Linked DNA regions of Lactuca sativa: region 1 is linked to region 2. Evidence: chromatin contacts called from public Hi-C data. All regions are on one chromosome and are shown on one strand. The core of a region is the stretch at or near the end of the contact, and the rest is flanking DNA. Distances in the headings are between cores, read along the strand shown.

Evidence for each region. Hi-C and Micro-C count contacts between places; a contact is called where the count stands out from the background.
Region 1: a Hi-C map of leaf shows a contact between it and region 2, with 3 times the contacts expected there. The contact joins the promoter of LOC111910226 here to the promoter of LOC111910223 in region 2. A contact is called at or near these places in 3 of 4 Hi-C or Micro-C datasets (leaf and seed).

What each region holds. Positions count from the first base shown.
Region 1 is chr5:284,721,664-284,726,684 of Lsat_Salinas_v11, forward strand. It overlaps LOC111910226 (protein ANTI-SILENCING 1), which reads right to left and starts at 2,910. Exons shown (of 13, transcript XM_052771707.1): 1 at 2,570-2,910; 2 at 1,978-2,063; 3 at 1,518-1,882; 4 at 1,264-1,432; 5 at 1,050-1,160; 6 at 815-942; 7 at 675-701; 8 at 440-532; 9 at 265-343; 10 at 96-186. The coding sequence starts at 1,880.
Region 2 is chr5:284,515,200-284,519,851 of Lsat_Salinas_v11, forward strand. It overlaps LOC111910223 (cytochrome c oxidase subunit 5b-1, mitochondrial), which reads right to left and starts at 2,699. Exons shown (of 6, transcript XM_023906014.3): 1 at 2,453-2,699; 2 at 2,216-2,295; 3 at 2,080-2,130; 4 at 1,498-1,564; 5 at 1,328-1,407; 6 at 871-1,228. The coding sequence starts at 2,582. The coding sequence ends at 1,163.

The DNA.
Region 1 (5,021 bases), core at 1,660-4,159, 210 kb after region 2:
ACTTGTTACCAAAATTGAAAATGTAATATAATTAAATCAACATGATGCAAAAAAAAAAAAAAAAAAAAAAAAAAAATACAACGAGCAAAGTCTACCTTAGATCTCCAAGCATTAGACATCTGGTTTTTAACTCAGAAATAGCAAAGTCTGCTTCATCTTTTGAGTTAAATATCACAAGAGCTTGTCCTAATACAAAAACATACATAAAACAATTAACAAAGCACAAATATTGTCTTGCATGTATCAAATGGTTATATTATATACCATTGTATGGGCTGGAATACGCATTACACTGTATCATCTTTGCACTAGCCTTTTTATGAAAAGCATCCAAAACTATATCCTGATTAAAAAAAAAAAAGTGGAAAATTTGGGAATGATAAATTATTAAATTACCATATGAGTATGAACAGAGTATAGTTTTAAAATATTAACATGCCTCTACTTCTAATGATGTAAGGGATGGATCCAGATTCTCTAGTAATACAAGGGAGCCTGTTTCATTGGCTATCTGCATCCTTTCCTCCCATGGCTGCTCAAAAGAAAGGAAATATTAACTTATTCACTTTAAATTTATGTGTCTTTTTGTAGCATTTTCTAGTTTATATCACTTCATCTTGCAAAAAAAATCCATGGTGTTTGATAAATCTTATAAAAAACTGTAGATAACTCACTTGTTCCTTGAACCAATTGCTTGAATCCTGCATGCACATGGATACGTAGTATCTAAGTCTTCAAATTTAATGAATTCAAAATAAGACTGATTCATATGGCAACGTAGAAAATAAGACCATTTATACATTTAATGATTTACCAATTTTGGTCTTTTTGTGGGTTTCTCAGGTTCAACTTTAGAGTCTTGAAGCTTCCTTTTGTTCAAGTGGTATTCACTAGTCGATGAAATTGTTAGTCTACCAATATTTGCAGGAGGAACCCTAAAATCTGTAAAAATAGGTCAAGTAAAAGTGATTTAAAAAGATTATTTTACTAAAAAACAAACTTTTGTTTAATATTACCAGATTCATCTTCTACTGCAGTAGAACAGTGACCTGTTTCAAACTTGGAAGATGAATTTGATTTCCCTGCAACTTTGGAGTTCCAATTGGATTTTGGAGGAGTGCCAATTTCCAAATGTTTTCTCTGATTAAAGAAGAATCCAACTGAATCCATATTGGAACAAAAAGATTCAGGACATTTAGAAAGTACTAAGTTATATCACATGAACATGTTTAGAAAGTATAAGTTATCACAATTCACACAAACCTTCAACTCCAGCTATCTTATCGGGAAATCTTTCTGATAATATTAATTTTTCAACATCAAATGTCTTGTAAAATACATAATCACACATTTCCACTTCTTCAATAGATGCTTGAGGGTTCCTCTTGTCCTTTGATGTGCATACAACATCACATTTCCCTGCTATTGTTTCCTAGAAAGAGATAGTTGTAAATTAGTAAGATGAAAAAAGGCCAAAAGGGCATATTTGGAAGAGTTTAAAAATGATGTTTGATTACCAGGGGGTTGACATTAAAGAGACCTTGACCTACACCTGAAGCCAAGAATAATTCATTGTTGAGTGTTTGAGTGCCTCTTAAATACTTTTGAACGTGTGTGGGATGAAAATACCAGACAACTTTCACTTTCTTCTCAAGATGTTTTGTCTCATATATCTCAGTAAGTTTACCAATATAGGGCTCTGGTTGACCTTCACACCATATGTATACAGAATCATAAAGAAAGTAGTCTACACCATCGTAGGTAAATGATCTATAATATTGCCTATCATGCTTCTTTCCATCATTTTGCTCCTTTCGCCCCCATTTGAACTCGATATTCTCAGAAGATGCATTTGCCTTTCCTTTAATATGATCTGACATATCTGTAGATTACAAATTAATGGAAGTATATTACATATCTGGAAACTGTAATATCCAGAAGCAAAACACCAAAGAGAACCAACAACAAGTCAACAACCTGCTCGGATTGAAGAAAGTCCTGAAATGAGAATTCAATCACGAACGACCTGATTTACTAGCATCATCAACTGCTTCTTTCATTATCTACAAAAAAACGCTGCGTAGTTAATTGGATATGAAAAATGACGATTAATCAAGCAAAACGGGAGAAAAATCACACAGAAGATAAAAACCAGCACTGATATGATACAACGATGAAAACCACTACTAGAAACCCTAGGGCACTGAATTAAATTCAAAATCTACAGTGAGAAAATAAACAGATAACAAACGCGTGAGCATAAACAATGCTGCATCGGGAGAAAAACTTAAATCACATTCACAACAGGTTCGCGAGAGAAACCACAAGGAACATAACAAGAACAAATACCCTACTATATACCCTAGATATCTGTATCGACGGATTAAAAAAATTAAAATCTAGTGTGAGGAAACAGTTATGCGTAATCACAAACAAACGCATAAGAAATAGACTGATCAATAACCTTGCTAGTTCGAGCTCGGCGTTCCGAAAATTAAAATCTAGTGAGAGAAAACAGATGGTAGGTGCTTGATCATACAAAAATGCGTCAAAAAAAAAATAACCTTACCAGTTTCGAACTCGCCGTTCGGAAAATGTTGATCATTAACACAGACACAGTGATATTGCTATGGCGGAAACAGCAAAAAGTAAAATGGTTATCGGATAACTTTGAGGGGGGAAGGAGCAAAGGCTACGGGGCTATGGCGGAAACAGTAAAAGACAAATGACTGCTAATATGCGCCAGGGAGGGATGAGAACCAAAGCTACGAGGCTATGGAATCGAACAGAATCGCCGCCGTACACTCTTTCACAAAATTGCGTGACCATGCATTGTCTTCCCAGGGTGAAAGGATGGTGCTGTCAGCCTGTCATGTAGAAGGGATTTTAGTAAAATGAAAATCTTTGACGCGCCATAAAATCCAAATTACTTTTACGTCTTAAATAAATAATTGTTATTAAATTCTTAATATTTTATCTGAATAGTAAATTACAGAAATGGTCCCTATGGTTTGCTCAAAATTTCAGTTTTGATCCAACTTTTGAAAAGGTTATAAGTCGTATCCTTGTAGGGCGTGTTCGGCAAAAACTAGTTAGAAATAGTTTGATAAAAACATGTAGGGCGTGTTCGGCAAAAACTAGTCGGTAGCGAGTAGCGGGTAGCTTTGATTTTGGAGCGTTTTGTTGAAAGCTACTTCATGTAGCTTTTGATTTTGGAGTTTTTTGTTTAGGGTAAAATGCTAAAAGCTACACGCTCCCGTTGCCAAACGAGGTTTTTTCTTTTTTACTAGCTTTTTCTTAAAAGCCAAAAGCTTCCAAAAGTTGCGTGCCGAACACGCCCGTAAAATGACTAATATAACCTTACTTATTTATTTTTATTATTTTATTTTTAATTTTATTATTATTTAAGGTCACACTCCTCTCCCTATTTCTTCTTCCCATCACCCTATACTCTAGTGTTGCTCTTCCGATTAACCCTCGTTCTACTTCTCTAAAAACTTCCTCCGGTAATCTTCAACCTTCAACCTGCTTCTCTAATCAATCAAATTGAATTAAAACACCACATACACATAACATCTTATGTGATTTAAAGTACAAACACATGACAAAAATTAGAACGGGGAGAATGAGAAAGTGGAAAACTAGATACACGAAACCATATTCTTAGGTGATTTGCTACATAACCATCTTCATTTCTTAATGTCACATGTATCAAACTCAAGAAAATTAGACAATTCTTAGTTGATTCCGCTTGTATCTGTCTTAAAGCATCAACATACAAAGGGGAAAAAGTGGAAAAGAAGGTGTATAACACTTTGATCCCAACTAAAAACACATGAATGAATCTGGAAAAATTCATATAATTAAAAAATCTTGGACGTTTTACCCTTTTTAGAATCAAAAAGAAAATTGATCGATTGTAATCTCCATTAATGGTGCAACTACTTGCAGGCTGTGTTCTATATGGATTTCTCAACGAGGAATTAATTTGTATCATCTAAATGGTGAGGTGGGTAAGGTAAGGTGAGGAGGGCGGGATTGAGGGTGTGTTTATTTAAATAAAGCAAAAAATCAAGAGAAAAATAGTCTTTTAAGGTCAGACATGGATCAAACATGTAACAAAAACAAACAGTAGGGACCTTCCGAGTTAAAAAAACAATAAGTTAGGAACCAAACGCGCAAATTACCCTAAACCATAGGGACTATTCGTGTAATTTACTCTTCTTTAGAGTAAATTACACGAATGGTCCCTATGGTTTGGAGTAATTTGCACGTTTGGTCCCTAACTAATTTTTTTAACTCGGAAGGTCCCTACAGTTTGTTTTTGGAGTAAATTACACGAATAGTCCCTATGGTTTAGGGTAATTTGCGCGTTTGGTTCCTAACTTATTTTTTTAACTCGGAAGGTCCCTACCTTTTGTTTTTGTTACACGTTTGGTCCATGTCTGACCTAAAAAGACTATTTTTCCCTTGATTTTTTGCTTTATTTAAATAAACACACCCCCAATCCCGCCCTCTTCACCTTACCTTACCCACCTCACCATTTTTTCCTATTTTAATAATAATATTTTTACGTAAGATAATGATCAAACGTGTAACAAAAATAAATAGTAGGGACCAATCGCGTAACAAAAACAAACTGTAGGGACCTTCCGAGTTAAAAAAAATTAGTTAGGGACCAAACGTGCAAATTACTCCAAACCATAGGGACCATTCGTGTAATTTACTCTAAAGAAGAGTAAATTACACGAATAGTCCTTATGGTTTAGGGTAATTTGCGCGTTTGGTTCATAACTTATTTTTTTAACTCGGAAGGTCCCTACTGTTTGTTTTTGTTACACGTTATGTCCATGTCTGACCTAAAAAGACTATTTTTCCCTTGATTTTTTGCTTTATTTAAATAAACACACCCCCAATCCCGCCCTCCTCACCTTACCTTACCCACCTCACCATTTTTTCCTATTTAAATAATAGTATTTTTACGTAAGATAATGATCAAACGTGTAACAAAAATAAATAGT
Region 2 (4,652 bases), core at 1,449-3,948:
GTGGTTGTCAACGATAGTGTATAATGGTTAAAAATAAAAAAAAATAAATAAAACATGTGGCTGCCATGTCAGCACCAACCAATTCAACTAACAAAATATACTATCAACAATATAACAATGTAACTTGTTTACCCCTTCACATCTAAATGAATGGTGTTTTTGATAACTCAACAATATAACAATGTAACGTACAACAAAGTATAAAGGGGCGTCTTGCACACGAACCTTTTTAGGTAGCCCTACGGTGAACCCAAGATCAAAAAAATCTCTATGTTTATCATGTAACAATGAGATCTCAAAGAAATATTTTATTTATATTTACCCTTTGATAAAGTATTTAAAAATTTTATTTTTGATCATGAAACCCTAACTGCTCACTAACCTTAAAGCTTATGTATTCATATATGTATCTCACTAAACAAAGAATAAAGACCACTGAAATATCATTATCATGTTTTGTTTTTATACCATCTTCAGCTTATGTAAAACCTCTGGTTTAGGTTATAATGAAATAAAAGTTTTGATATAAGTTTTTCTTTTATTCACTTGTATTAAAGGCAAGAATAAGTTTCCCCCAAAATTTGGGCATAACAATAACTTCTTAAATTATAAGAGTCCCTTATCGATAAAAAAATATATATATATTATGTGATTTTCTATCTTTGAAAACTGTTTTAAAAATATCTTAAAGTAAAAGGATACAAAGTCTAAACCCGTTAACCCAATACAAACTTCACACAAAGGTTCAAGTAAAAGGTCATTTAAGACATGACACGATGCGAAAACTAACAAATAAGTTCTTTCAACCAGTCTAATTTTCAAGTTGAAATGGTTGCCAAAGATTAGATATATACTCCAAAAACAAATGGATGAATCTCTAAGAGCCTAAGCTTTAAGCCATTAATTATTTCAATGCATTCAAGCAATGGCATTCACAATTCAAATGAAGAAAGCATGCCCCAAAATCCACAAAGAAAAATCAAATTGTATGCATGCTCTGATTCTCGACCAAAAACCAACACGTTTAAAAGTAAATTAATATGAAACAAACATAACATAACAAAACAAAAGAAAAGACAGGACCTGTTAAATCCTGATGCTGCAGTAGTAATCTCACCAGATTTTTATTCCGGCATTTTTTTTTTAAAGTTGGAAATTTCAATCAGTGATGATGATGTTCATCCTCGTCTAGTCCATCTGGAAGTCCTCCTGGGCCCACTACTTCCAACTGCAAAAAAAACATTTATAATGTATAAATAATTAATTAAATATGCAACAATTTAATCAAATGTCACAATGTGTTTATAAACAAATAATTTGCACTCACCTTGAAATATTGTGAGCAGACTGGGCATTCATGTGTTTCTCCTTTCTTTAGCCAAAACCAAACAACATCATGCTCATCCTCTTTATCAAAAAAATTACATAAAATGAGATATTATATATATTTATATGATACTACTAAAGTCTCCAAAATTACAGAAAAATAAGACTCACCCCCTTCTGCACCAGGGCAACCAACAATTCTTTGGTCATAGTAAGATTTCACAATAGCAGGAGCTTCCTACAGCCAAACACAAAACTAAACATGAGATCACAGCTTCACCAACACTTCTGATATAGGGCTTTCATGATAGATTTATACATGTTAGGGTTATGAATTGTGATATGTTAGAGTTAGGAAAGATATGGTAGAGCAAGAATACAATTCATAGCAGGTTTATTAAAGGAGAGTATCCCTAAAGGCCAAAACAGCTAAATCGTAAACTAATTTTCATGTATATGTTGCAAAGTGCTAAAATTACTTCTTAGATACCTGGCATTCAAAGCGGTATCCAGTATCCATAGAATAAACAGAAATCTTTATGGATACTGACATTATATATTGATGATATTAGGGATAGGTAACAGAAAGCTATAGTTCAGCACAAGGTGTTGACATTGTTTTGATGCTTAGACCAATTCAAAAAAAAAATAGCCAATAGCTAAGGTTAGGACTAACTGTATCCAATGAAAACAATTTCGCCTCTTTTGATAAAAGAAAAATATCATTTGAAATAAATTATTGATGTACTTTACCTTGGTACCGAATGGACCTTCAGGAAAATTGATATCAAGAATATCCCGTCCCTAATCACACAAAATAACAATCCAGATTAATCTCAATGACTGAAATTTAACAAAAAGCTCTACAAATCGAGCACAGAAAACTGACCTCAAGCTCGGCTTCAAGCTCCTCACGCTCGTGACCAGTCGCAATAGGCATCACATCTTCGACTTTCTTAGAAACGCTTCCTACAATTAACAATCAACGCACATCAAAACCACAAATCTCGAAACAATCGCATCCACAACCAATACACAGAGGTCTTAAACAAGAATTAAATTCAGATCTAAACGAAGACGATAGAAGCAAAAAAAAAAAAAAAAAAAAAAAAAAAAAAAAAAAAACCTGAATAGTGACGAGCGACAACAGTGGCGGATGGCCGAAGAGTCGCCGGCGATAGTGAAGAGGTAACGATACGATTAGGCCTGGCAACAGATCGGAGTGCTAAGATCTTAGCAGAGGCTCGTCTCCACATGGTTTCACCTTCACCGGAACCCTAGGTTTTCGGCTGTTGATCTGAATGGGCGACGGGAACTTTTCTTTTTCAACACTTTGTAGGAGGAAATTTTTCGTAGAGGGTGAAAATGAAATATAAAATTGGGTGTGAAAGAATACCTTTATGCGAGGAGTGTGGGATGATCCTCTACATGAGGGTGCAGGGAGCTAGCTGCTTCCTTAAAATCAGTTGTCCTACATGCATACATACTTGTACATATCCCTCTAATTTAGCGAAGTCAACTTTTTTGTATTTTCCAACCTAATTGGGCCTTCTCTTATAAAATTAAAATCAGCCTATTTGTCTGAAAAGAACCCAATTGAGTATTAACATAAATATATGTGAAGGGCCCAATTACTAGTCCTGATTAGCCTACGCCCGGTTTTATTCATGTCTTTTTTAAAAAGTTTAGATTATGTAAAACTACTTTAAAAAATATTAAATTAGAAATCACTTAAATAATATAATAAAAATTATAACATGAGTTATTTCTGTAGTATGTCAAGACTAAAATATAATATGAAACAATAACATAAATATGTAAAATAATAGTACCTCGTTTACAAATTTATAGATAATAAACAAAAGGTATATAAAATAAAATTATGATCTAACTAAAAACATTGTTCTTTAAATAGAATTTTTCAATGTTTCATTGTGTACTTATGTCATACATATGTAAGTTTAATCCCTCAGACATTTTCAATGATTAACTTCTTAAACGTTTATTATTTTTGTTATATCATATTTCCATTAACTTTTATTTTACAAAAACTTATTGTCATAAACTATTTCAAATAATTCTTTTAAATGCTTTTTCTTTAATTTATTAAAATTATTTTGATTTTTCTTATATGTTATATGAAGTCCCCGTATAAAATTTACATTTTTTTTAATTATGTTAGATTTCAAGAAAAACATTAATTTACATTTATATTTAATTAAAAAACAATAAAATATTATATGGTTATAACGTTTTTTAATATTTGGTATTTGTTTTGTTTTTTAAGTTGGGACACGTGAGTATTTGGACCGGTGGACCGGACCAGACCGGTGAATCGGACCGGACCTTTTTTTGGACACCCCGGTCCAGTTCTCGGTTCTAAGATTTATCTTTGGTCCGGTGTGACATCCCCAAAATCACGGCCAGAAAAGACCCGTTTAATTTATGCTTTTAAAATGATTTCGGAGTAATCATTTGATTAAAAGAGTTGCGGCATTTGTTTCCAAAACAAAATATGATAAAATAAGATTTACCAAAGCATTTCTTAAAGAAATGTATTTTTCATTATATTACAATACTCGGGATGTCATGTTCCGATAAACAAACCAAAAGCATAAACATTTCAATACGGACCTTACAACAGTTATTTACAACAACAGGTCTATAATCAAAAAAATAACTTGACAAGTCATCCAACTTATGCTCTGGCGTCACTACCTGTAATACAAAGAAATTGAGTGGGTCAGGCTTGGGAGCCTGGTGAGCATATAGGGTTTTCACCCCAAAATAAATAATTATATTTAATTCCTCCAACCAACAATAACCCAATTACTCATTCCTGTTATTCTCACTTTACAACCCTAAGACAAATAACATAAGGGACCTAGTCTAAGAATATTTCATCAGGGCGACAACACATGCTTCGGGGGTTCCTCAACAATATAAGTCAAATAAGACAACCATGAGGGGGAAGGAGTACAGCGAATGAACACCCAAGTTCATTAACACCTACAGGTGGCGAGCCTGCTAGCGTTCCACAAGACTGTCTAGAAAAGTCTATGGTCGTCATCTAAACTCCGCTAGATGACTAAATCAAAAACATTGAGGCCTCTCATCTTTTTATCACAAGACAACTATCTACCCATGTTCTACCCAACATTTTAGTAGATAAAATATACATTTTCATACATAGTTTAAAACCTGTATAGTATGTTCATTCAAAACACATTCCAGATAAAAGATGAGGCACATAAACATAACACATATTTCATAGAGAATAAATCATATTTATGAGATTAGAAGATAACATAGATACACTCACATAA